7 separate regions of the Mus musculus genome follow, and all the other regions are linked to region 3. A link is a contact called in public ChIA-PET and promoter capture Hi-C data. All regions are on one chromosome and are shown on one strand. Each heading gives the region's core, a stretch centred on a gene start, on an enhancer-like site or on the middle of the called end of the contact. The rest is flanking DNA. Distances are from core to core; before and after follow the strand shown.

Region 1 (2,700 bases), core at 81-2,580, 660 kb before region 3:
AGGCAAGATTGGTTGGTACTCAATCCACTCCACCACGGACCAGCTGGGCAACTCTAAGCAATCTATTGAACCTCTCTGAGTGTCCACCTATCGCTCAATAACGGTACCTTGCATGGCTGCTGTATAAACTATGTTAATCCATAACCATCTCATAACCATGGGGGGGGGGGCTCTTTCTCTGTCTCCAAGGATTGCCGGTGGCCTTCAGGCCCCCAAGAGTGTCGGATCTCCACCTACTCTCTCCTTTTTGTTCCAGTAACACACTTCACCCCTGGTTCAGGGTCCTGCCCTTCCTCCTCCCCACCCCCCACCCCCCAATAACAGAACGCGCTCTCAGAGCAGTCAGCCTGGGGATCTTCCAGTTCCCTCAGCTCCATTCCGTCTGGAGGTGGGAGCCCCCTGTCGGAGGAGAGCCACCCTGCCTGGAGCAACCCTGTGTCTCCATCGCCCAGGCTAGCAAGCGCCTCAAAGGTGGCTTCTGTAAAGATCAGTTGTGCTCTGATTCAAGACTCTAACTTTCAGAGCAACACGGCGTAAATTGCAGAATTTGGTATCCCCTAACGCTCTCTGGGAAAAGGCAGCCCTCAAGGATCTTCTCTGCCATCAGAACACACCCTGGCCACAGTATCAAGTCTTCTGGCTCGGCCAGGAAACGACGATAAAGCCGGCTAGGAAAGGAGGGAGCGCTGGCTCAGACGCTTCTCATACCCAGACACCTGGTTTGGGTTCCACCTAGCTAAGAAGCTTGGATTCATCCAATTCAGTCTCAAGGCTGTTCTCTAAGAGACAACTTTCCCTCCCCAAGCCTCAGTTTCCTCCTCTGTAAAGTGGGTATACTAGTAGTACCTGGGTCCCGGAGATTCAGAAGGATTTGAGATAGTGGATGTCCGGAGCTTGGCACGGAGATCGCACCTCAACCCAGAGTCTGCGTCCACGGTTAGCATCAAAGCCAAACCCTGAGGAATCTCGGGGAGCCGTTGAGGAGGCCCCCTGGCCCAGAAATCGGAGGCGGACTCTAACCGGTGAGCCCGGCCCCAGCTCCGGGAAGCCACAGGTGTTTGTGCTTACGGGCATAGCAGCCACAGCTCCGATACCCTGCCCAGGCCGCTAGAGCATCCGGCGCGCCCACCTCGTGCGGCCACCTGCGGGATGTCCCCACCGCCCTGCGGGGGCGCGGAACTCAGAGCTGGGCGTGCGCGCATCCTTGCCCTCCTCCCGCCGCCCGCCACCGGGTTCCCGCCCCTGCCCGCGCTGCGCTCCGACTCACCCGCGCCAGCTCCGGGGAAAGTTTGGCGGCGGCGGCCAGACTGCTCGGTGCGGTGGCGGAGGCGGCCGCGGGGGTGGCGGGAGCACGCGGAGGCGGCCTCGGGGGAGGAGCCGCTGAGAGGCCCGCCCACCAGCAGCCCCAGGGCACCCTCCCCCGCCCATCTTCTACCGCCGCGCCCCGCATCTGTGGCGGAGCCCTGAGCTTGGCAAGAAGCCAAGGATGGATCGGAAGCCTGGCGACAGCCCTCCGACACTGCCACCGCATGCTAACCCGGGGACACGCAGAGCCACAGACCAGACCTCAGATAAGGAGGAGCTGACAGGATTCTTCGCAAATTCAACCGCAGGTGGACCAAGGGACTAGTTGGGTTTTTGTTTTGTTTTGTTTTGTTTTGTTTGGGTTTTGTTTTGGTTTTTTGTTTTTTAAATTAGTGACACTGATTGATCCGGATCACCAAGACTCGGGAGGTTTAGAACCGCACAACCACTGTTTCTCTAGATCCTGAAGAATGAATGCGCTCTCGCCCTCTCCCTCCCTCTTTCCCTCCTTCCCTCCTGTCCTCATCCTGCAAGTGCTATGCTGAAACTCAGGGCCTTGCGCTGAGCTATCCCGACCTTGTTCAACTCTCACTGTACCATTACACTTAGGAACCTGTGCCGGCTAAGAGGAGAAGGCGAGAGTGTGTTTTTGTGTGTGTGTGTGTGTGTGTGTGTGTGTGTGTGTGTGTGTTGGGGAAACTTAAGGAACTGTTTTTTTGTTTTTTGGGTTTTGTTTTTCTGAGCTAGGAGAGGGCGTTTCTCCTTCTTTGCTAGGGAAAACCCTTTTAACATTCAATTGTGGCTTCAGATGGCAACAGTCAGGGAAGGGAGAACAACTGAGGAAGGGAAGTGGCTCCTCTTTGCTATGACACCGTGCCCCCTAGAAGGGGCTCATCCTCCCGCAGTGGTATGTAGTTGTGGGAATGCAGGCCCAGCCCTGTGTGGCTCAGTTCCAGACTTGTATGGATGTCTTAGTCCCCTCCTCGTAGCCCTGATTTAAATCTCAAACTACACCAGAAAAAAGAAGCAGTCATCAGCCCTATTTATAGATGATGGGCAGGTTTTGTAGCTTCTACCATGTCCTCACCGAGAACTGCACTTCTAGCCTACCCAGCCCAAGTCCAAAGGCCAAAGTTTTTAACACAGAGGGGCGGAGGACAAGTTAATGATGTCTTTTACACAAAGGGCTTACTTGGTAAGCACCTCGATATAGCCCTTGACCTTGAGCCTGTCTGTGCCTGCCTGGAAGGTGGGACTCCAGACTCATTTGAAATGCCCTTAGGAACCCAGGCAACAGGTGGCTGAATTCAGGTCAGCTGGCAGACCTGGGTGCCAACCCTGCCAGACCCTGACCCTCTTTGACCTGTACCTCCAGAGACCAAGGAGCCCAGGAAT
Region 2 (2,706 bases), core at 194-2,693, 540 kb before region 3:
GCTTTCTTTGTTTGCCGCCTGCCTGGCAATTCCTTTCTGAGGCTCAAGGGAGGCTCAGCCATTTTGCCCTCCAGCTCTAGGGAAAGCTCCCTCTTTCTCTCTTCTCTGCAGGGACTTACACCTCCCAGAGCCACTTTCTTTCTGCCTCCTTCGTTTGGAAGAGGGTCTGAGGATGCTTTGATCAAGACCTGATCCATCCTTTCCAGAACTGGGGTGGGGAAAGACTGCAGGGCACTTTGAATTCCCACAGATCGCTTTTGTTTTGCAATTTGGAAGTTGGGGTATGCACGCTCCACTGTTTCCACCAAAGTTCACAACAGAGAACATAGGCAGGACCCAGCACACCATTTTTTTTTTCTTTTGTCCAACACATTCCCTGTTTGCCATAGAAAAACTGGGGCTAGCATCAAGTTCCACTCGGCTGGACATAGTCCCTTCCCTGATGTGGCCACAGTCCTTTTCACCCCTGATCTTCGTGGGTGGGCAGGAGGTCCAGCCAGTAGACCTCAGGTGTCTTGGTCTTATAAACTGGCTTTCAAAAACCCATTTTTCCCCTTGAGACTCAGGTCTGTTTTGAGAGGACATTGGCTCCGTACAAAGCTGCCCACTCTGAGTCTCTTGTTGGAAGCCTAAAGCAAACACAGAACGGGACATCTGTGGGTGTCACCCATGGGGTGGGTGGGTACGGAGGGAAGCATGGAGAAGCCGTGATAATTGCCACAGAAAGGAAAGAGAAAAAACCTGGGAAAGGCAAACCACGGGAAGTCCTGGCCCGACCCACCTTTTGCACTGGGCATCTCTCAGGTGAACAGGACAGCAGCGCCAGCTTGCGCGCGCTCAGTCCCAGCTGCTGTACACTTTCTTAGAGACAAGGTTTCTTAAGAGCTTGAGCTGCCCCGGGATGGGAAGGAGATGTCTCCATCCTCGGGTAGTCCCCAGCCCCTCCATCCTCCCGCCCCTAATAAATAAGGCATGCGGAGACTGGGGATGTGGCGCAGGTTGGTCTGGCTCCCTCCTGGGCACCCCGCCGTCGGCTGGCGAACGAACTAGGACATAGACGGCACCTGGCCTCTTGGGACCCTCCCGCCTCCGGAGCATCCCTGGGATGCAGCTGGCGCACGTCGTGGGGCGAGGACGGGGGACGATGCAGCCTAGGGTCCCGCCCTCCACCCAGTGCCCCGACGCCAGCCTCCCTTCCTACCTGCGGCCGGGGCTGCGCGGGCCGCTCCGGGCTCGGCCGCGCTTGGACGCGGGCGCCTGGGCTCCTGGGCTCGCGCAGCTCGCCTGCAACCTCTCAGCTCTCTAGGGCTCCCAGGGCCGGCGGAGGGGGCGGGGCTGTCAAGACACGCCCTCTAGGCGGGGCTTGTCCGTGCCGTCTTGCCCGCCCCTACCTTTCAGCCTCCATCTCCCACCTTTTCTGTTCCTGCTCCTCTCTCCCAGTTACCTCTGCCCTACTCTCTCTTCCCTCTTCCTTCTGCCCTGTTCCCCCTCCCTCTGCCTGCCTCCTCCTCCCTCCGCCTACCCCCTTCTCTTTCCTCCCTCTGCCCTGCTCCCCTCCTTCCTAGGCCCTGCCCGCCTTGCCTCTTCTCTCTGCCTGCTGCCTCCTCTCTTCCCCATCTCCCTCCCACCTCCTCTCTCTCTCCCAGCCCTGCTCCCTCTCCCTCTTTTCCTTGGCCTCCACCCTCCTTCAGTCTCCTGGCCTCAAAGGTCTACCTTAATTGGTCTCTTGGTTTCTCTGGCTCTGTCACATCTCTCTTGGAAGCATTGTGGCAGTGGGGTAGGACTCTTCCCTCCTCTCTACCTCTCCTGTCTGCAGCTTCCTTCTTGGGAAACAAAGTTACCACCTGAGCTACTAGGTTGGGAAAGACTGTCACTGCAGGATTGGTCTTGGAGGATGTGTGTGTGTGTGTGTGTGTGTGTGCAGCAAACCACAAACTGGAAACCCCCAGGGTTGGCTAAGGACCCTAGGTGCTCTGCTTGCAGTTCTTGAGGCGTGAGGGATTATCTAGAACACCTCTGCCCCTGGCCAGCTCCAGCTACCTCTTTCCAAGTCCAGACCTTCTGGCTCCTTCCGTGGAGGCTTTGGGGAAAGGGGCATCTCTCCCTTTTCCATGTTCCCCAAAGACGCAGAAAGAATTCATTATCTCCAATTTCAATGGCCTCCTGCTTCTATCCCAGGGTCTGGCATTCAATATCTGACTTCCCATCCTCTAATTGCATTAACCCTGGGGTCTCCAACCTCAACTTCCAAAGGCTACATAGCTTTTGACTCTTTCTCCGCACTTCCTCCCACAAGCATCTAGGCTTAGGGCCCTATGGCCTCCTGACTGGTTACCAGGTGCTGACTGTGTGTACTTCAAATGAATCTTTCTGGGGCTCCCGTGAGCCCCACACACTCTGGTCTGGGCTTAGGGACACAATGGTAGACGCACAGGCCACTGCTCTTCTTATGGGGCAAGTGAAAGAAACGGGCTTTTTCCGAAACAACCTTTCGAGAGCCCAGACTGACAAGCTCTGCCAGGGCCACCCATGAGGGTCCCAGCCTAGGTTGGGATGAGGCATAGGTCCACCCATGAAAGTGCCACTGGGGTGGGAGCTGATGCGTGGATGAAACGACAAAGCTGTCAGGGGAAATGTGGCCGTGGCTCCCAACAAGATTAGGGAAGCAGCTTTTAATCCCAGCACTTGGGAGGCAGAGGTAGGTGG
Region 3 (2,700 bases), core at 151-2,650:
CTCCTCAAATCCCTGTAAAAGTTCTCCATTGGAGGAGGAAAGAGATCTCAAAGGCACTGTGGTGGTGATAGTGACAGCCAGGGGTGAGGGCGGTGTCATGATATAAGGCTGCCACTCTCCAGGCCCCTCTCCAAAAAGCCTTCACACTCCTTGAGTCTTGGCATCTTGCTGGTAGCTATCTTCAGCCAAGGTATTCAATCCCAGTTTCAACATACGACCAGAAAGATTTTTTTTTTCAAGACAGGGTTTCTCTGTAGAGCCCTGGCTGTCCTGGAACTCACTCTGTAGACCAGGCTGGCCTTCAATTCAGAAATCTGCCTGCTTCTGCCTCCCAAGTGCTGGGATTAAAGGCATGCGCCACCACTGCCCAGCAAAGGATTTAGCTAATGGGAGTGGAGGTTCTACTCTGGGCCACTTGGCTTCTAAGTGTGGTGGGGAAATGTGACCACGTGCATCTGAGGAGCTGCCCTGGGGCTCTGTGTTCCCCTTTCAGTGCTGTGTAAGCACCAAAGCTAAAAACAAGAGTTTGGGGAGGTTCCAGTTGTTCTCCCTTGAAACAGTCAGACTCCCAGGGACTTGAGACTCTCTGCTTGCCATCCCTTAAGAAAGCTGGTGCATTTTTGTATACTATCATATCAACTAACAATGAAGCTTTGACTTCTTCCGTTTCAATTTGTATCCCCTTGATCTCATTTAATTGTCTTTTTGTTCTAGGTAGAACTTCAAGTACTATGTTGAATAGATAGTGAGAGAGTGGTCAGCCTTGTCTTGTCCCTGAATTTAGTGGAATTGCTTTATCCATCAACGTAATTTACCATATAAACAAACTGAAAAAAGCCCACATGATCATCTCATTAGATGATGAAAAAGCCCTTAACAATATCCAATACCCCTTCATGTTAAAAGTCTTAAAGGGATTATGGATACAAGGACCATACCTAAACATAATAAGGCAATATACAGCAAGCCAATAGTCAACATCAAATTAAATGGAAAGAAACTTAAGCAAGACCTAACAAAGCACTAGCCCAGTCTACTTGAGAAATTAACCTCTACGATGGTCATGATAAGCCAGTGGGACCCGGAACCCGCAGAAAAGGAGAGTGAAGCTATAATGACTAGTCATTTTATGTATGCATCTCAGGAACCAGAAAAAACTTAGTCTAAATAAAAAACCTGCTAGCGACGGCTTCAAATCATAAAATCCCTGGATTAGGGTCGCCACAGCAACCAGAGCCCAACAGTAGCCAAGATAAAGGCAGAACTGCAGGAGGGCGGGGCCGAGGATCCAGAAGACGCGGAACCTTTGTGTGAGTCGAGTGTGTTGCTGACCGGAAGATCCTGGGTGACAGCCTGCCGGCTGCGGGCCGGCACCGGAAGTGAAGCGTTTTGAGCTGCCACGTCCGAGGCCGTGGGTCGCCGCTGCTGCAGCTATGGTAAGTGTCGCGATCCCTGCGATAGTCGTGGCTTTGAGACAGACCACCTCTACGTCCTCAAAGTTTGCTTGTCCTGCCTCTCTCTGGGTCTCGGAGCGGGAATTTAAGGCAAGGCCACTGGGCCTTCCGGAACTCATAGGCCCGGGCTGCGAGCCCACCTCCTGCCCGTCTCGTGTCTTGTCCTCCAGAATTGGAAAAACAGCCAAAGCTATCATAGGATCTACTGCCTGACAAGCCCTTAGTGCGTTCCCACGATCGCTCACATCCTCTGCCTGCGCGTAGCCTGCGGAGCAGATGCTACTATCATCAACACTTGGGCTAGGCAGTGGCAAGCTAAGATCCAAATTCTCCTCATCATTCGCCCTGCCACCCACTACCTCAGCAAAGGAGGTGGAGGGATCAGTTGCTTGGACACAGGACTCCCATGTGTGATGGTCCCTTCGGGAAACTGATGACAGGCCTAGCTGAGTGACTCCAGGGCATCGTCTCAGCTTTTTATTTCTGTTTCTTATTTTTGAATTTACATGGCCTCTGTGGTATGTCTTTCACCGCACCCCACTCCGTATAATACTAAGGGAATGAAACTCTGGAAGTCTTAGACCCTGGTTGGCGCAGCGGTGCAAGGAGCTGCCTCCTTCTGTTGGCCTTTGGCTCTTTTGTTGCCAAGTTGGAGACTCATACACAGGTTCATTCTAAGTTTGTACCTGGTGTGATTCTGATGAGCTGAACTGTTTTGAGTGCAGCTTCTTACTGTGTTCCAGCAAGCGCATAAGTGTCCTTATAAGATGCTCCGGAGGACTGCTCCAAGAGCTTTAAAATACATAGCATCCCAAAGTGTGGATCATAACCCATGGCTGCTGGTTAAGAATGGTCATAAGGATGCCAGCTTTCCAAAGTCCTGTGGGTCACCAATAGAAAATTACTTTTCCTTGAGCCAGTTGGGATTGTGGGGAATTCTTGGTCACATCACCCACCTTATATTGGTGTGTGTTGGGGGAGGGGGTTAGAGGATTAGTAGATAAGATTGTTGCCAGCAGTGTGGTTTTGGTAAGGGTGTTTTCTTCACTGCCACCTTAAATTGATTAGTTTTTCTGTTGACTATAATTGATTGCTCCTGGTGCCTCTCCAATGCTCACGGGAAAATGTCATTGTCTCCAGGCAGGTGCTGCTCCTCTTTCTCTAATCTTTGCCGACACTTTTCAGAGCATTTAAGATTCTCAAGGAAACACACTTACTTATTCAGTGTGTGCCTTCTGAATGCCTT
Region 4 (2,706 bases), core at 171-2,670, 660 kb after region 3:
ATAACCTCTTAAAGTTTTCCTCCTAGCGACCTAAACCATTATTAATATCAAATTAACCATCAAAACACTTTCCTCTCAATATGCTGCACACAAACCTCCTCCTGGAACCTCCTCCATCTGGATCCTCCCCAATCAAAAGTATAGGTATTTAACATATAAGCAAGGAAGTAATGTAAACATGACCTTGGTCACAAATATGTCATCTAAAAACAATTTAGTCAAGGTATGGAGGAAATTCGAGAACCTGAATCTTTTTAAGTATTTTGAGCACAGGAACAATTGGCAAAAGGAATCCAGGTATAGACAAAACCCAGAGCCCAGAGCTCTGGGCGAAAAATGAGTTGCTGGTGAAGACGTTACACAAGTAACATGAGAAAGCAGAAAATGCAGGTCATCCACGCACCCCTGACCCAGGCCAGCAGGGCGGGCTGCAGCATCAGTACACAGGAGAAAGATCCTTATTCCTAAGAATGAGAAAGGCAAAGGCGCCCGATAGAATAAATTAGCATAGAAGGGGCTTTCCCAGGAGTTAAAACTTTCCTTCTGAGCGATTACCTACTAAAACCAGGGCTTTTGCCCACTACCATTTACCTAGGATCTTGGCTTGCACGGATTCATAGGGGCATATCCCTCCCCCTCTTCTTTAGAGTCGTTCTTAAAAGATCGCTCTCCACGCCCTAGGCAGGGAAAACGACAAAATCTGGCTCAATTCCAGGCTAGAACCCTACAAATTCAACAGGGATATCGCAAGGATACTGGGGCATACGCCACAGGGAGTCCAAGAATGTGAGGTGGGGGTGGCGAAGGTAATGTCTTTGGTGTGGGAAAAGCAGCAGCCATCTGAGATAGGAACTGGAAAACCAGAGGAGAGGCGTTCAGGAAGATTATGGAGGGGAGGACTGGGCCCCCACGAGCGACCAGAGTTGTCACAAGGCCGCAAGAACAGGGGAGGTGGGGGGCTCAGGGACAGAAAAAAAAGTATGTGTATTTTGAGAGCAGGGTTGGGAGGCCTCTCCTGAAAAGGGTATAAACGTGGAGTAGGCAATACCCAGGCAAAAAGGGGAGACCAGAGTAGGGGGAGGGGAAGAGTCCTGACCCAGGGAAGACATTAAAAAGGTAGTGGGGTCGACTAGATGAAGGAGAGCCTTTCTCTCTGGGCAAGAGCGGTGCAATGGTGTGTAAAGGTAGCTGAGAAGACGAAAAGGGCAAGCATCTTCCTGCTACCAGGCTGGGGAGGCCCAGGCCCACGACCCCGAGGAGAGGGAACGCAGGGAGACTGAGGTGACCCTTCTTTCCCCCGGGGCCCGGTCGTGTGGTTCGGTGTCTCTTTTCTGTTGGACCCTTACCTTGACCCAGGCGCTGCCGGGGCCTGGGCCCGGGCTGCGGCGCACGGCACTCCCGGGAGGCAGCGAGACTCGAGTTAGGCCCAACGCGGCGCCACGGCGTTTCCTGGCCGGGAATGGCCCGTACCCGTGAGGTGGGGGTGGGGGGCAGAAAAGGCGGAGCGAGCCCGAGGCGGGGAGGGGGAGGGCCAGGGGCGGAGGGGGCCGGCACTACTGTGTTGGCGGACTGGCGGGACTAGGGCTGCGTGAGTCTCTGAGCGCAGGCGGGCGGCGGCCGCCCCTCCCCCGGCGGCGGCAGCGGCGGCAGCGGCGGCAGCTCACTCAGCCCGCTGCCCGAGCGGAAACGCCACTGACCGCACGGGGATTCCCAGTGCCGGCGCCAGGGGCACGCGGGACACGCCCCCTCCCGCCGCGCCATTGGCCTCTCCGCCCACCGCCCCACACTTATTGGCCGGTGCGCCGCCAATCAGCGGAGGCTGCCGGGGCCGCCTAAAGAAGAGGCTGTGCTTTGGGGCTCCGGCTCCTCAGAGAGCCTCGGCTAGGTAGGGGATCGGGACTCTGGCGGGAGGGCGGCTTGGTGCGTTTGCGGGGATGGGCGGCCGCGGCAGGCCCTCCGAGCGTGGTGGAGCCGTTCTGTGAGACAGCCGGGTACGAGTCGTGACGCTGGAAGGGGCAAGCGGGTGGTGGGCAGGAATGCGGTCCGCCCTGCAGCAACCGGAGGGGGAGGGAGAAGGGAGCGGAAAAGTCTCCACCGGACGCGGCCATGGCTCGGGGGGGGGGGGGCAGCGGAGGAGCGCTTCCGGCCGACGTCTCGTCGCTGATTGGCTTCTTTTCCTCCCGCCGTGTGTGAAAACACAAATGGCGTGTTTTGGTTGGCGTAAGGCGCCTGTCAGTTAACGGCAGCCGGAGTGCGCAGCCGCCGGCAGCCTCGCTCTGCCCACTGGGTGGGGCGGGAGGTAGGTGGGGTGAGGCGAGCTGGACGTGCGGGCGCGGTCGGCCTCTGGCGGGGCGGGGGAGGGGAGGGAGGGTCAGCGAAAGTAGCTCGCGCGCGAGCGGCCGCCCACCCTCCCCTTCCTCTGGGGGAGTCGTTTTACCCGCCGCCGGCCGGGCCTCGTCGTCTGATTGGCTCTCGGGGCCCAGAAAACTGGCCCTTGCCATTGGCTCGTGTTCGTGCAAGTTGAGTCCATCCGCCGGCCAGCGGGGGCGGCGAGGAGGCGCTCCCAGGTTCCGGCCCTCCCCTCGGCCCCGCGCCGCAGAGTCTGGCCGCGCGCCCCTGCGCAACGTGGCAGGAAGCGCGCGCTGGGGGCGGGGACGGGCAGTAGGGCTGAGCGGCTGCGGGGCGGGTGCAAGCACGTTTCCGACT
Region 5 (2,700 bases), core at 187-2,686, 690 kb after region 3:
CCAAGACTAATTTAAATACTGTTTTGTTCAAACCTGAGCCAGACTTTCCACTGCAATATCAAAATAGATCTTTCCGCGGTCTTTGCTGATTCTGCAGGCCGACTTCAGTTTCTCTCTCACTTCCCCCGCAGCCGTTTGTTCAAAGCCAGTGGGTACAGTGGCTCCAATAGTGACTTGGAGATGCTCCGACTCACTTCTGACGCCGCTTTCTACCAGCGACACAGGCTCTTTGTTGCCATCAAGGTTCATACCCAGGCACTCTCTGGTAGCTTCTTGAGTGTCACAAGACATGATGGAGATGTTTCTAAAAGGACCAACAGTCTCTAGAGGCAATACAGGGAAGAAAAAGGGAAACAATGCCATCTCTTTTTGTATTTCAATGTACCTATCGAGTTAAAACTGTAGTATAAATAAGGGCACGGATTACAGGCAGTGAAACGTGACTAAACAAGCAATATGCAGGCTCATCAGGAGAAAAGACAAGAGTGTTTCCACTGCATGCAGTGCTTGGCTTAGGCTCATCTGTGTTGGTAAGCACCATCTTACATTTGCTAACATGAATAGAGAAGCTCCTCTGTTGCTCTTTCAGCTTAGCACTTCAGGATGTGAGGCTGTAGTGGTTCAGAGTTAAAAATTCTTGCTTCCCACACTCGCGGGTCCAGGAAGCAAGTTACTCCTGCCTAGTTTCGAACTGGAAACTAAATATATCTCTCTTTCCCAAAGACAGAAGATTTTAACGAGAACAACACAATTCTGGACTAATGATCAAAACTTTTAATGTATGGGTGAGGTATCTACTTTCCGCCATGTAGACAAGTGGGCAGTGAATTTATTAAAGATTAACTCAACTTCCACTATCTAAACAATTACAAATATCTGAAAGCCTACTATGTGGTGACGCCGAGATCCAATGACGCGCATGCTGGGGACACCTTGGAAATGTCTGAAGCTAGTAATACAGACGTCCTGTGGGAGTGTTTGTGGAGGTTGAAGGGGCTGGAGTGGTGTTACCGTGATGGAGGGCCCACACCTCCCACCAGCTTTTCAAAAGCGCCGTGGCTTAAGCTAACATCTTCCTTGTCCCTAATGCTGTGCCAACCAAGAACAGGCCACAGAGGTGAACGCGGTTCCACCGTGTCACCGTTCGCCACTGTGAACACAACTCCTACGGACAGTGTGGAGAGCAGAAGGGCTGTTCGGACCGAAGGGCAGTGGCTCTCTCACTCCCACCCTCTGCGAAGCCCAGCGAGAGTCCAGACGCTCAGCCCCAGCACCGACCTATACGAAGCCACCGCCGTCTTCCCCTGCGTCCCACCCACCCGGCCACTCCCAGCCGCGGCCAGTTACCGGCAGCAAGCACAGACCCTTCCGGTCTCCGCACCGCGAGCACGCCGCCGGAAGCCGAGGTGCCAGCCCGGAAACGGAAGTCAGGCCTCGGAGGGCACGGTGCTCCCACGCTCCGGGGTAGGCGGGGGAGTGTGCGCGGAGAGCTGTGCGCAGTTGGGTGCACTCTGACCCGGAAGAGGAAGAACGGCCGGTAGGCCGGTCACCTGCCCGGAGGGAACCACTGCGGAGGGCGCTCTCCTAGCGAGCGGATGCTCGGTTGTTCTACTTCCTCTGCCCTCAGTGTCGAGCACTGGGGTGAGACTGGGACTTGATTCCAGTCTTAAAGCCAGAGAAACCGAGGCTAAAGAGATTCTTCTCCCCCATTCCCGTCTTGCACAACACTCTTTACTTGGAATTTCTTTTTGAGATTGGAGTCTCACTATGTAGCCCTGACTGGCCTGCTCGTTTTGTCGATCGTTCTGTCCTGGAAATCACAGATATCCGCTGTCTCTGCCTCCGGGATGCTAGGACTACAGGTGTGCGCCACCATACCCGGCTTGGATTCTGCAGGGACCGGCAAGCTGTGCTGTAACTAGAGTATAGCCCCTAGCCTAGCCTGCGGTTTTCAGATCATGTTTCTCTATATATGCCAAAGGTTACATTTCCTATATTTTAGTTACATGTATTTCCTGTGTGTGTGGAGGGAGCTTGTGTGCCACACCTGAGGTCAGAGGACAACTTGGCAGAAGTTGCTTCTCTTCCACCACGTGGGTTCCAGTGATCCAGCTCAGCTAATCAGGATGGGTAGCAAGAGCCTTTACCCTCTAAGACGTCTCACCAGCCCCAAATGTAACATTTTAAAAGAGGAAACTTAGAACTCAACAGAAAGAGACAGCCGGATTTTGGGGGGGGGGGGGGAGCGATGGTGGAGAGATGGCTCAGTGATTAAGGCTTGCTTTTCCAGAGAATTCAAATTTGGTACCCAGCACCCACCCACCTCTGGCCGCTCTCAATACCTGTAACTTCAGGGGCTCTGACAGCCAAGTCTGGCTCCAAGGGCATTATGACACTGCATTGCAATCTCTCTCTCTGCCTCTCCCCTCATCCTCACCAATAAATAAATAAATAAATAATAAAAATTGTTTAAAGTTTCAGTGGTGGCAGCAGCAGCTGAGGCATGGAGCCACACTGTCCTTGTCAGCACGGACAATGAGAAAGGTAAAAACCGGATCCTTGCCTTGGATGCATCAAAGAGTTTAGGAGCAGCCAGTATCGTAGAAAGCGGCGTTGTAGTTTAGTAAAAAATAAAAAAGGGGTCTGACAAACGGCCCAGCATGTAAAAGGTGTCTGCCATCAAGCCTGGCCATCTGCATT
Region 6 (2,700 bases), core at 9-2,508, 610 kb before region 3:
AGTTCTAAGCACAAGCCACCATGCCCAGCATCTTATGAGGATCCTGGGGATCTTAACTCAGGTCTTCATACTTGTGAATCAAACACTTGACAGACCCACCCATCTCCCCAACTCTGTGCTTGCTAATTTTGCATGGGCCAGAATATCATCACACAGCCAAGTTCAGTGGCTAAGGAAACAGACTGTCATTTTAAGAGGGGAGGAACTCCAAAGCTGCGTGTCAAAAGAAGCATTTTTTAAAATCTGCTTCCATGGATATACAGGTGTGTGCCTGCCTGTGTGATTGCAGCTGTGTCTATGTGTGAGCATGAATGTGCATAGGCATGAATGTGTGCACACGCATACATAACTGCTGTGTGTGCATACATGTGCTTTGTTGTATGTATGAGCAAATCCTAGAAGCTTTTCTGCTTGAGTGCCTGTAGATCTGAACCTTCCTGGGTAAGTGTCTTGTTTAATGGACCAATAAAGTGTACTGCCCTAACCCAGTGGGATTCTAGAATCTTTGGGTCTGTTAAACAAGGTTTTGTAGTCAGGAACCCAATGCAAGAACCAGCTCTGCTACCACCTGGGTGGGCAAGTGACTTCAGACCCAGCCTTCTGACCATGAGGTGGGATCACCACTTCTCAGGTTCCTTTTGAGTGTCCTAGGAAGTGACACACCAGAAGGAGGGACTCGGAGCACACAGTGCACTGGGCTGTGGTTAACTGTGAGACTGAGTGGGGGTGGCTGTGATTTCCCCCTCCTGACTCTTCTCTCTGCCCCACATGCTTGACCCCTTTCCAGAAGCTGAAACTGAAAACTGAAAGCAGCTTCACGTCTCTTAATGTGTTGTCATGGCAACCGCTGGCTCCTGCTCATGGCTCTGTCGCCCCCTCACTGTGGGGCTGGGGTGTGGAGGAGGAGACATGGACTCACCAGAAGTCTCCCTTCTTCTGAAGATGTGGGAGGTCTGGCCCTGTCCTTGTGGCAAACACCCTACTCCTCCCACTGACCTTCAGCCACAGTTCAGGGATACAGGGATGAGCTGTTCAGAGTTCTCTGGGCATCCTTAGCCGCGGTGGATTCCAGGCCTTGGCTCAGAAAGTGGAGTCAGGTCTGAGGCATCTTGGAGGGGGCAATACCTGCGCAGTTTCAAATCTCCCCTCTCCTCTCGGGCGACTAAGGAAGAGGCGCATCCCTGCAAGCACAACCACAGGTGTCTGAGGGTGCCGGAGCTGGAATAACCCAATCACAGACCTGCTGGGGCTGTAATCTGTCACTTCATTTGGTGACTCATGCCTTCACTTACTCACGGATGTGTTTGCTTATCCATTCAATTATAGACTCTTCCGTTCACATTTAAATAACCATGCCTTCCTCTAAGTACTCACTGCTCTGAGCAAACATCCATTACTACCTGAGCTCTGAGAGTCGGGGAGATAATTAAGGTATAGCCTCTGCCGCCCTGTAGGGGTTCCAGGGTGGGGTTTTCTAACTGTAACAAGAAGAGGAGGAGGAAGAGGAGGAAGAGGAGGAAGAGGAGGAGGAGGAGGAGGGAGAGGGAGGGGAGGAAGAGAAGGAAGAGGAGGAAGAGGGAGAGGGAGAATGAGAGGAGGAGGAAGAGGAGGAGGAAGAGGAGGGGGAGGGGGAGGAGGAGAAGGAGGAGGAGGGAGAGGGAGGGGAGGAAGAGGAAGAGGAAGAGGAAGAGGAAGAGGGAGAGGAAGAGGAAGAGGAAGAAGAGGAGATGCCCATGGATAGACTGGTATTTTATTCTTTACAAAAAAACCCAGTACTCTGTAAGAAAAATATTATGTACATAGTGGTACACTGTGGTCTGGGGAAATGTTCAGGTGCTAATATTCACCTCTAGGACTTGAGGGGGTCATTTTTAGGACCACAACAGACACTGCATCCATGGGTGCAGTTCCTCTCCGTGAAATGGTACAGTGCTTGCACAAAGCCCTATGAGGCCAGCAGAGCCCAGTCTCTCTGCCGAGGTGAGACCAGGGGGACTTTAGACTCAGCCACAGAGAGAGTTGAAAGTCAGCCTGGGCTATGATGACCTTGTATCAAACAAACATTTAAATAAGACAATAAGTGAGGTCCTTTTCATCTATGCTCTGGAACACCAAGGTTGCTTGCTGACTGTGACTAGGGCAGAGGCACAGGGCATCACATAGACTGGGAACATATGTATAACCCACCCATTCTCTCCTGAGTAAGCCACTGTCAGAAGTCTTTATCTAGTCCCACCCCCTGTCCTTCTGACCCCTACCTCCAACACAAGGCCATATAAGTTTCCACCCACCCTCTATACCTCACAATAGGGACTAAATCTTAACACCCGAATCCTCAGAGAACACGTTCAAATCATGTCAGCCTTGAATGTCAGGGAAGGTAAAATGTTGGGCTTCCTCACACACAGAGGTGCTCAGAGGAAGAGAGGCTGTAACTTAGCAGGAGACCTGTGGCCAGCTTGGTGTAGAGGGTGAGGAGAGGCGGGAAGGGAAGAGGCACTGGTCTCTGGGTGGAACTGCAAGATGGTGAAGTATTTTCAGAGATAAAACAGTGATGGTGGACTTCAAAGGAGTCCTGGCTCCTGGGTAGGAGGCCAAGCTCAGGGAAGAAGCTGTTAGCTGAGACTGGGAACTTGATTCTGCCCCGACAGCCTCTCTCCATGAAAAGCAGAGGTAGCCAGTTCTCCAAATGGGAGCAGG
Region 7 (2,700 bases), core at 106-2,605, 900 kb before region 3:
AACCAACATAAAAAGCCACCAAATTAGCACGTTTGAAAGGGAAAGCACATTTGTGACCAGGATTTATAAATAGGATGCCTGATATGGGAGTGAAGCTCTGAGGTGATGATAGAGTATTTGCTGTCAATATGACTCCAAAGTCTCTTTTTTTTTCCCCAGGAACCACTTTCCATTTGTTTACCCCTGTTTCCCCCCTGTATAAGCTATAAGGCACACACACACACACACACACACACACACACACACACACACACACCGTCTTGTAATTTATCCATTAGAAATAGGAAACCCTGGATGTAAAAAAAAAAAAAAAATCAATAAATAGTCCATGATATTATGATGCCCAGCATGCAGGAACACATCAGAAAAACAGGCGTAGTGGTACACACCTGTAATCCCAGGACTCAAGGAGGTGGAAGTAGAAATATAAAAACTCAAAGGCCGGCCTCTGCTTCACTGAGTGTTCAAAGACAGCATGGGGTGCATGGCATTCAGTCTTAAAAAAATAAATTAATTTATACTGGAAAGCTGACTCGACTCAGTGCTTACAAAGACCTGGGTAGGGTTTCCAGCACCCATATCAGGCACAGCTTGCCTGGAGCTCCACTTCTGCTGGGGTCCGCCATGTCTTGTCTCTGGAGGCATGAGACCACACACGCATACACGCACTCAAAGTTACAAATAATTTTAAAGAATTAAATAAAATTGCAGACGCAGGTTGATTCGGTCTCATCTCAAATTCAATTTGGCATGTGCTGGTAATTGAACCCAGGACCCTGGAACGCTGAAGAACCGCTCTGGGACTTAACTACATCCCACACCCGTTTTCCAGTTTGCAAAAGGGTTTGTGTCCGATTGCCTAGGCTGGTTCTAAATAGCAGTTCTCTTGGCTCAGGTTCCCTGCGGCTGGGGTCACCTCTCTCCGCGACCATGCCTGGCTCAGAAACTTTCTGACAAGTGCATTTGCCTCACCAGGCTGATTTCCTATAAAGTACTAATTTGTAATCTCTGGGTCCTTTAAGGGGATGCAGAACCTCTAGTAGAAAAGATTTAATTATGTCCTCCTCATAAGTAACAAGATCAAGTCCCTTCACAGTCCGGGGACACAAGCTTACTCCGTGGCCGGTCCACACACGCCAAAGGCAGCACTTCACAGAATGAGCAACCAGAGGCGCCTCCCGACCCGGAGATCGCAACACTCTCTGCCGGAGTACGAGGGGACCGAGTATAGACAGGTGAAGAATATTCCAGACCAGCCCAAAACTGGCTTCAGCTTTCCTAAGTGAACCCCGCCAGCCCCGGCAGCTGCTCCGCAACCACGGCTTACTTACCGCCGCTCAACTTCCGGCAACCACAGCCCCAGCCGCGCCGCGCGGCCCAATGACGTAATAACCCAGCCCACACAAACGCGGAAGCGCGGCGCGCATGCGCACTACAACAACAACGACAAAAAGGGTCCCCACAACCGCAATAACGGGGCGAAACTAAGGCTAACCTGTAAGCCTTTTGGGGCTTGTAAGGAAGATTACATTTTCCTGCGAGTGACTCTACAGTACTACGGAATTATTATCAAATTCCCAGGGTAGTACTAGAGTACAGGTGTTGAAACAAGGTTTATTTTTATTTTTTGCATTTTTAATTTTTTAAAAAGGTTATGTCCTCCTCATATTTACACTACATAGCCATGGCTGTTCTGGACCTGTATACATATACATCAGTCTAGTCTCGAACTAACAGAGATTGCTTACCTTTGCTTTGCCCCAGTGCTGGGATTAAAAGCTTGCCCAACCAAATATAACTCTGGAAAACCAAATAGAATCTAAAATATCCACCAAGCTACTGCAGCCAGCAACTTCAGTGACTATAAAATCACTTCTTAAGAACCTAATATGGGCCAGACGGTGTGGGATATGTCTTAAATTCCAGCATTTGGGCTGGGCGTGGTGGCACAAGATTTTAATCCCAGCCCTCAGGAGGCAGAGGCAGGCAGATTTCTGAGTTCAAGGCCAGCCTGGTCTACAAAGTGAGTTCCAGGACAGCCAGAGTTATACAGAGAAACCCTGTCTCGAAAAACAAAACAAAACAAAACAAAACAAAAAATCCAGCATTTGGGAGGCAGAGGTAGGTGGATCTGTGAGTAGTGAGTTCTGGGACAGCCAGGGCTACACTATCTCAAACAAAACAAACAAACAAATAAAACGAACAAAAAACTTACTACTGGGAAAACATTTTTTTTTTTGACAGGATAATGAACATAATGAAATGCTCTAGCCTGGGGAGTCTTGCACATGAGTGACTTCCTTAGCGACAAGAGTGTACTTGACTTGATTTAGTTCTATAGTCCAGGATGATCAGAGCTCAAGGCAAGCATCCTGATACCGCATCACCATTGCTGAGATGGCAGTCCACGGACACCTTTCCTGGCACACAGTGCCTTTGGAGTGCCTCTAGGGATTCATCATAATATCTTGGACTATTTATTGATTTTTTTTTACATTAAGGGTTTCCTATTTCTAATGGATAAATTACAAGGTGGTGTGTGTGTGTGTGTGTGTGTGTGTGTGTGTGTGTGTGTGTGTGTGCCTTATAGCTTATACGGGGGGGGGGGCAGAGTAAACAAATGGAAAGTGGTTCCTGGAAAAAAGAAAGAGAGACAGACAGAGAGAGAGAGAGACAGACACTTTGGAGTCAGAGTGACAG

Evidence for each region. Promoter capture Hi-C pulls out the DNA fragments that hold promoters and counts their contacts. ChIA-PET counts read pairs in DNA pulled down with a chosen protein or histone mark. Capture Hi-C pulls out chosen DNA fragments and counts their contacts.
Region 1: a contact with region 3 is called in a promoter capture Hi-C map of stem cell-derived epiblast-like cells, with 5 times the contacts expected there. The contact joins the promoter of Hrh1 here to the promoter of Sec13 in region 3. A contact is called at or near these places in 12 of 39 promoter capture datasets (the 3T3-L1 cell line, 3T3-L1-derived adipocytes, cranial neural crest and 5 more), 5 of 115 datasets of contacts at active chromatin or transcription factors (bone marrow-derived macrophages, embryonic stem cells, pancreatic cancer cells and 1 more) and 1 of 9 other capture datasets (embryonic stem cells).
Region 2: a contact with region 3 is called in a promoter capture Hi-C map of hippocampal neurons, with 6 times the contacts expected there. The contact joins the promoter of Slc6a1 here to the promoter of Sec13 in region 3. A contact is called at or near these places in 12 of 39 promoter capture datasets (the 3T3-L1 cell line, cranial neural crest, embryonic stem cells and 5 more), 5 of 115 datasets of contacts at active chromatin or transcription factors (SST interneurons, embryonic stem cells, neural tube and 1 more) and 1 of 9 other capture datasets (embryonic stem cells).
Region 4: a contact with region 3 is called in an RNA polymerase II ChIA-PET map of memory CD8 T cells, with 64 read pairs. The contact joins the promoter of Setd5 here to the promoter of Sec13 in region 3. A contact is called at or near these places in 2 of 39 promoter capture datasets (liver and pre-B cells), 2 of 115 datasets of contacts at active chromatin or transcription factors (double positive thymocytes and memory CD8 T cells) and 1 of 9 other capture datasets (adipose tissue).
Region 5: a promoter capture Hi-C map of pre-B cells shows a contact between it and region 3, with 11 times the contacts expected there. The contact joins the promoter of Thumpd3 here to the promoter of Sec13 in region 3. A contact is called at or near these places in 4 of 39 promoter capture datasets (erythroid cells, hematopoietic stem and progenitor cells, hippocampal neurons and 1 more), 9 of 484 Hi-C or Micro-C datasets (CD4 T cells, CD8 T cells, embryonic stem cells and 4 more), 7 of 115 datasets of contacts at active chromatin or transcription factors (T-cell acute lymphoblastic leukemia, double positive thymocytes, effector CD8 T cells and 4 more) and 2 of 9 other capture datasets (adipose tissue and liver).
Region 6: a contact with region 3 is called in a promoter capture Hi-C map of hippocampal neurons, with 4 times the contacts expected there. The contact joins the enhancer-like site here to the promoter of Sec13 in region 3. A contact is called at or near these places in 1 of 39 promoter capture datasets (hippocampal neurons), 5 of 484 Hi-C or Micro-C datasets (adipose-derived mesenchymal stem cells, cardiomyocytes, cerebellum and 2 more) and 6 of 115 datasets of contacts at active chromatin or transcription factors (astrocytes, bone marrow-derived macrophages, embryonic basal ganglia and 3 more).
Region 7: a contact with region 3 is called in a promoter capture Hi-C map of adipose tissue, with 6 times the contacts expected there. The contact joins the promoter of Atg7 here to the promoter of Sec13 in region 3. A contact is called at or near these places in 5 of 39 promoter capture datasets (cranial neural crest, hippocampal neurons, liver and 1 more), 3 of 115 datasets of contacts at active chromatin or transcription factors (bone marrow-derived macrophages, extraembryonic endoderm stem cells and large pre-B cells) and 2 of 9 other capture datasets (adipose tissue and pancreatic islet).

The regions. Positions count from the first base shown.
Region 1 is chr6:114,396,566-114,399,265 of GRCm38.p6, reverse strand. It overlaps Hrh1 (histamine receptor H1), which reads right to left and starts at 1,330. Exons shown (of 2, transcript NM_001317125.1): 1 at 1,268-1,330. It overlaps Gm38875 (a long non-coding RNA gene), which reads left to right and starts at 1,515. Exons shown (of 3, transcript XR_869365.2): 1 at 1,515-1,613.
Region 2 is chr6:114,281,372-114,284,077 of GRCm38.p6, reverse strand. It overlaps Slc6a1 (solute carrier family 6 (neurotransmitter transporter, GABA), member 1), which reads right to left and starts at 1,443. Exons shown (of 16, transcript NM_178703.4): 1 at 1,202-1,443.
Region 3 is chr6:113,739,381-113,742,080 of GRCm38.p6, reverse strand. Sec13 (SEC13 homolog, nuclear pore and COPII coat complex component) reads left to right here and starts at 1,400. Exons shown (of 9, transcript NM_024206.4): 1 at 1,400-1,436. The coding sequence starts at 1,434.
Region 4 is chr6:113,076,353-113,079,058 of GRCm38.p6, reverse strand. Setd5 (SET domain containing 5) reads right to left here and starts at 1,420. Exons shown (of 22, transcript NM_028385.1): 1 at 1,347-1,420. Gt(ROSA)26Sor (gene trap ROSA 26, Philippe Soriano) reads left to right here and starts at 1,815. Exons shown (of 3, transcript NR_027010.1): 1 at 1,815-1,885.
Region 5 is chr6:113,045,038-113,047,737 of GRCm38.p6, reverse strand. It overlaps Thumpd3 (THUMP domain containing 3), which reads right to left and starts at 1,436. Exons shown (of 10, transcript NM_008188.3): 1 at 1,348-1,436; 2 at 34-323. The coding sequence starts at 291. Gm43868 (predicted gene, 43868) reads left to right here and starts at 1,567. Exons shown (of 1, transcript NR_164179.1): 1 at 1,567-2,700.
Region 6 is chr6:114,346,544-114,349,243 of GRCm38.p6, reverse strand. No RefSeq gene overlaps it. Among named protein-coding and RNA genes, the nearest start is that of Gm38875, 50 kb to the left of the region's middle. Within about 2 kb of position 1,258, at least 43 of the 459 cell types and tissues checked have an H3K27ac peak or open chromatin away from gene starts, as enhancers often do. A contact at or near this core is called in hippocampal neurons, pancreatic cancer cells and stem cell-derived neurons, where this site is marked.
Region 7 is chr6:114,641,782-114,644,481 of GRCm38.p6, reverse strand. It overlaps Atg7 (autophagy related 7), which reads right to left and starts at 1,355. Exons shown (of 19, transcript NM_028835.5): 1 at 1,332-1,355.